Linked DNA regions of Mus musculus: region 1 is linked to region 2. Evidence: chromatin contacts called from public Hi-C data. All regions are on one chromosome and are shown on one strand. The core of a region is the stretch at or near the end of the contact, and the rest is flanking DNA. Distances in the headings are between cores, read along the strand shown. Region 1 has its middle 13 kb from the start of Cacna1c. Region 2 overlaps Cacna1c (calcium channel, voltage-dependent, L type, alpha 1C subunit).

Evidence for each region. A called contact is a pair of places that touch in the nucleus more often than the background predicts.
Region 1: a Hi-C map of the N1E-115 cell line shows a contact between it and region 2, with 3 times the contacts expected there. The contact joins two enhancer-like sites. A contact is called at or near these places in 1 of 15 datasets of contacts at CTCF or cohesin (the NIH/3T3 cell line), 9 of 484 Hi-C or Micro-C datasets (the AML12 cell line, the C2C12 cell line, the N1E-115 cell line and 5 more) and 1 of 115 datasets of contacts at active chromatin or transcription factors (embryonic basal ganglia).

Annotation. Positions count from the first base shown.
Region 1 is chr6:119,120,422-119,123,121 of GRCm38.p6, forward strand. It overlaps a transcript of Cacna1c not described here. Among named protein-coding and RNA genes, the nearest start is that of Cacna1c, 13 kb to the left of the region's middle. Within about 2 kb of position 1,405, at least 4 of the 459 cell types and tissues checked have an H3K27ac peak or open chromatin away from gene starts, as enhancers often do. A contact at or near this core is called in the N1E-115 cell line, where this site is marked.
Region 2 is chr6:118,640,709-118,643,408 of GRCm38.p6, forward strand. The region is part of intron 29 of Cacna1c (calcium channel, voltage-dependent, L type, alpha 1C subunit); the gene reads right to left. Among named protein-coding and RNA genes, the nearest start is that of Gm38887, 46 kb to the left of the region's middle. Within about 2 kb of position 1,418, at least 6 of the 459 cell types and tissues checked have an H3K27ac peak or open chromatin away from gene starts, as enhancers often do. A contact at or near this core is called in the N1E-115 cell line, where this site is marked.

The sequences.
Region 1 (2,700 bases), core at 155-2,654, 480 kb after region 2:
CTTACCTCTACTGAACCACTGGTCACATGGCTGTAGCAACTCTTCCCTGTACCTCCAGCTAGACTTTGAGCAGCCCAAGGGCACTAACTCTGTTCTACCTAACCTTTGAAGTGGAAAGTACTTGATAAACATTTGACAGATGGATGGGTGGATGGGTGGATGGGTGGATGGATGGATGGATGGATGGATGGATGGATAGGTGGGTGGGTGAGTGGATGAATGGGTGAATGTATGGATGAGTGGATGGATGGATGGATGGATGGATGGATGGATGGATGGATGGATGGATAGGTGGGTGGGTGAGTGGATGAATGATGAATGGGTGAATGTATGGATGGATGGATGGATGGATAGGTGAGTGGGTGGATGGGTGGATGGGTGGGTGGGTGGATGGATGGATGGATGGATGGATCGATGGATGGATGGATGGATAGGTGAGTGGGTGGATGGGTGGATGGGTGGATGGATGGATGGATGGATGGATGGATGGATGGATGGATGGATAGGTGAGTGGGTGGATGGGTGGATGGGTGGATGGGTGGATGGATGGATGGATGGATGGATGGATGGATGGATGGATGGATAGGTGAGTGGGTGGATGGGTGGATGGGTGGATGGATGGATGGATGGATGGATGGATGGATGGGTAGGTGAATTTATGGGCAGATGAATGATGGATAGGTGACTTATTTGTCACTGAAGGTAATAGAGAGTTAATACAATGGCTAATGGTATAATTTCAGGCTGATAAGAGAAAACAATGAGGACCAAGAGACCTGTCCTCCTTCCTTCAATCACTTCACAAAAGTATGTACATGAAAGGCTGGCCTTGAGCTGGTAGATAATGTTCCACAAAAAAAAAAAAAAAAAAAAATCTCCCTGGGAGGTTATCAGGGAGATTAGTTCAAAAGGAGTCCAGCGAGTTACTTTGCTGAGCAGATGCTTCACTGGGGGACTCTGCTTGAAGACTTGAGCTCTTATCTTACCACTGAGAGGCCTGCATTGCTGCATTGCTGCATTGCTGCATTGCTGCATTGTGTGCGTGAAGCCCCAGGGACCATCAAACACAGCCTCTGTCTTTTACCATTCGTACCCACAAAAGGTGTGTTTACTTTCATAACACTTTCAGCTGGATTCGCCCATTTTCCTTTCCTTGTGTCTGTCTTTTATAAGCTCTGTTTCGACAAAAGTCACATAAAGGAATGCCTCGCTAAACATCTGGACCCAAGCGGACAAGACATTGCTGTGGAAGTAGATTGGACCCTTGGGGAATGACTCGACTGAGGAAAAAAATAAGATCAGGCAATGAAAAAAAAAGAAAGAAAGAAAGAAATGTTGTAGAAGCCAGACCTGTCCCTGTGATGACTGGAAACAGACACTTAAAGCTGTCTGAGCAGTCATCCTGACTCCAAGATGCCAGGCACAAACCCAGCGTGCTTAATAGTGTTTAATAGCCTGCGTCCAGCCATCTCCAGGAACAGGTTCTGAATCATAGTCCAACACTCCGCTCATTTTGTGGTTCTTTGGCTTGTCAAAGCCTTGCCCTAAATTTGTTCATTATTTAAAAACAAATTTTTTATCTTTTTGAAAAAGAATGTGGGGGGGGGGGGGGGATGGTATGAGCACATGAGTACAGTTGGCTCCAGGGGCAAGAAGAGGGTGTCAGATTCCCTCTTATGGGTGGTTATAAGACACCCAACATAGGTGCTGGGAACTAAACTCAGGCCTTATGCAACAACTGTATGTACTCTAAACTGCTTCGCCAACTCTCCAGCCCCATGAACCTTGTGTCTCAAGTGGCCTTGTGTATCAGCAAAGGTAAGAAAGCAATTACCCAGGAAGCAGCTAACAGAACCGACTGCAAGCAATAAGAAGGCTTCCAAAGATTGTGTCACCCTTTCAGAGAGGGTCTGCTGTTATGCTGTTGGGTTAAGTGGCTGCCCACACAATGTCATCCACATGAAGAGGAAAGTCGCAGTAACCCTCAGGTCTGCATAGTCTCCAGCAGAGTGCCATAGTGACTCAAATTCCATGAATGGAAATGTAATCTTTAGGTTAAACAGTGACTCATTAATATCCTATCTTAAAGTATGATATCCCTTTGAGAAAGAACTCTTCCTGTTCCTTTCTTTTTTTTTTTTTTTTTTTTTTTTTTTTGGTTTTTCGAGACAGGGTTTCTCTGTGTATCCCTGGCTGTCCTGGAACTCACTTTGTAGACCAGGCTGGCCTCGAACTCAGAAATCCGCCTGCTTCTGCCTCCCAAGTTCTGGGATTAAAGGCATGCGCCACCACCGCCCAGCATTCTTTCTGTTTCTAAATCACAACAGCTCAATAGATTCCTATCCTCTCAAGACTCTCAAGTACAGTATGGCAGGACTTGGGTCATGCCACGTGCACAGTCTGTGTTGTAATTTGTTTGTCTGTGGTTTTTGGGGTAGGAAGAGGTGTGCTGGTCAGTCTTTTGTCAACTTCACACAGGTCAGAGTTGTCTGGGAGAAAGAAAAACCTCAACTGAGAAAATGTCTTCATCAGATTGGCCGATAGGCAAGCCTGTGGGTGGTTTCCTTAATTGATTATTGGTGTGGGAGGGCCCAGTTCACTGTGGGCAGTGCCACCTCTCGGCAATTGGTCCTGGGATATATGAGAAAGTGGCTGAGCAAGCCAGTAAGCAGCACCCCTTCATGGCCTCTTCTTCAGTTC
Region 2 (2,700 bases), core at 168-2,667:
TCATCACCCTCCCCTGGCCGTAGCTGCACATCACTGGATTGGCTAGGCCTGTTGGGATTAATCCCACCTCCTGGTTGCGTGTCCCAGCCTGTGCTGTTGGGGCTTTTGATAGACTTCTGTCCTCTAGCAGATCACCTTGTGGAAATCACTGGGTGTGGAAACCAAGTTCCCTTGTTGCCAAAGGCTCTGGTGGACACCCAGCCCTGCCACTCACATGCACAGCTGGAACGCAGTGGGGTCTGAGCAACTCTGAGGGTGGAGAGTCCCTTTAAGAGGCAGCTTTTCACCCTGACCTATAGACCCATATTCCCATCCCTCTATCCCTTGGCCCATTGGTCCTTTCCCATCCCTCTATCCCTTGGCCCATTGGTCCTTTCCCATCCCTCTATCCCTTGGCCCATTGGTCCTTTCCCATCCTTCTATCCCTTGGCCCATTGGTCCTCTCAGCTGGACCTTGAGGATGGCTTCAGACCCAACTTCAAGATTTCTTCCTTTTGTTGCTTTCTTCTTCCCACTATTTCAAGAATCATTACCTCCTACCTGCCCCACACCAGTTCCAGAAACAAAGCCCACACCCACCAGTTTGGTAGTAAATAGGTTGTCCAAGGGAGACACCTGGCCAAGTCCTTATATGAGGGGTCTGGAAGAATATTTCTTCTGTAAGCTCTGGTGTGAAAGAGTTAAGTGTTTTCTTTTGTATGCACATAGATGCATGCATGCACACCCATTACCCCTACCCTTCATTTTTTTCCCATGAGAATTTGGGCCTCGGGTGTAGAACAGAGAGGAAAGTGGGGGACACAGACCCTTTTTAAAAATAAAATCAGTTTAACCAGAACCAGTTTATACTTGCCACCCATCTTTCCTTGGGTGAGTGGGCTTCCTATAGTTGGAAAATCAGGGCTAGAGAACATTGTGCTGGCTCTTTTAGAAGTGGCAAACCAAACCTCTGTCTTCCCAACTCCTCAGAGCCAGTGAAGAGAGATGCCTGCAGAAAAGATGGTGTGTATCTAGCCAGAAGTCTTCTCTCACCATCCACCACATCCTAAATCCTGAGTGGCCTCCCCTTTCAAATTACCAGGATCTTCACATGAGATCAGAATGTGGGTTCTCCCTTCTGGCCTAGCTAGGGAAAGTTGGGCGTGGTCCCCATTGTCAAAGTCTGATCATTGCTTTCTAGCCTCCTCTCCCTGGGCAGAGCTTCTGAGCAATGGACAGCTAATTAGCATTTGCTTCAGCAGATCATTTTCAGGAAGGAAACATGACTACAAAAGTTTTACATTTCACCTGCACGAGGATTTTGTATTTTCTTCTCTTTTGGATTAGTTGTACCTCGATTCAATGATGTCATGGGAGCCCTACTCTGTTGACACAGGCAGTGTTCCTAACTAAATGATCTTTGGAGGCAGTTGGCTCAAATCCTATGCTGCCACTTTCTAACTGGGCAGCTGTGTGTGTCAGATTCCTATCACCATGACAAAGTACTCGTGGGAATCAGTGAGAAAGGAAGGCTCAGGATTTGAATTCGTGGTGTTGTTTCTGTTGCTTTGGGTCTCTGGTGAGGCAGCTCACAATGGTAGAACAGGTCTGTTTATCGCATGGTGGTCAAGCAAAGGAAACAGAAAGGGCCTCTATACGTCAAAGACACTCTGGCAAGGACCTAGCTTCCTCCTGTTGCAGGATTTTTCCTGTCCAATCACATTAGGTGGGAGGCTTGTGATTAGACAGGAGAAGGGAGGCAGAGCAAGGAGTTGAGACAGAGAGTTCGAGGTCTCAGAAGGAGAGAGAGAAGCCAACATGGAGGCAGACAGACAGGAAGAAGATCCTGATCTGTGTGGTTTTAACAGCCATAAGAAGCTAAGATTTTTCACAAGGTTAGAATAATTGGGGTAAAGCTTTTATCATTGTCAGTTGGCTCTGAAATTATTGTATTGGCATCTTGTCAATTGTGATCTTATTGTTAAATAAATCTAATTGGATAATTAAGCTTTAAGAGTCATGTTTCTACAGAGTAATTAGGTGTTGAGATGGCTACTGTGTGGTGCATGGGGTGTTGCATAGAAGCAAGAGGAACTGGGGGGGGGGGCAGTCCAAGGGATGGCCTGGTGGGAGCCCTGTGGCCTCTCAAAGCTGGAGAGTTAGCAGGGCTGAGAGATGGAGCAAGTGAGATCACCTGGTGCGGGGCTAGCTCTAGAGAGTTGTTGGCTGCAGCAGGAGTGCAGGAGCTTGGCCTGGTCCCACTGAGAGTTGGCAAGTTCATTTTTTTTTTAATATTTCCCGCAACATCCTCCCACTAGGGCCCTACTTCTAAAGGTCCAGCTGCATCTCAATAGAGTCAAGATCCAAACTGTAGCACCAAGAGTGAGCAAATAGCTTAGACTCTGTGTCTGTTTTCCTATGTAGAAAATGGGGCTGATCTTAGCATTAAGGTGACGTTTACAAGATACCACACATACAAAGCACTCAGACCAGTAATCTGGAGGGAGCTCTAAATTCATATTAGTTTTGTCATCGTTACTAGAGTCAACCTGCCTGCCTCATTGTTAAGTAGCATCCACAGGTCATGTGGGGCTGAGCCAAACAGAAATCAACACGAGGCATCTAGAAGCAATACATGCAGAAGGAACAGAAAGAGGGAAAGCTTCTTGGGCTGGCCAAGGCTCTTTCTGCTCACCATCTATCTGGTTACTATTCTTGAGA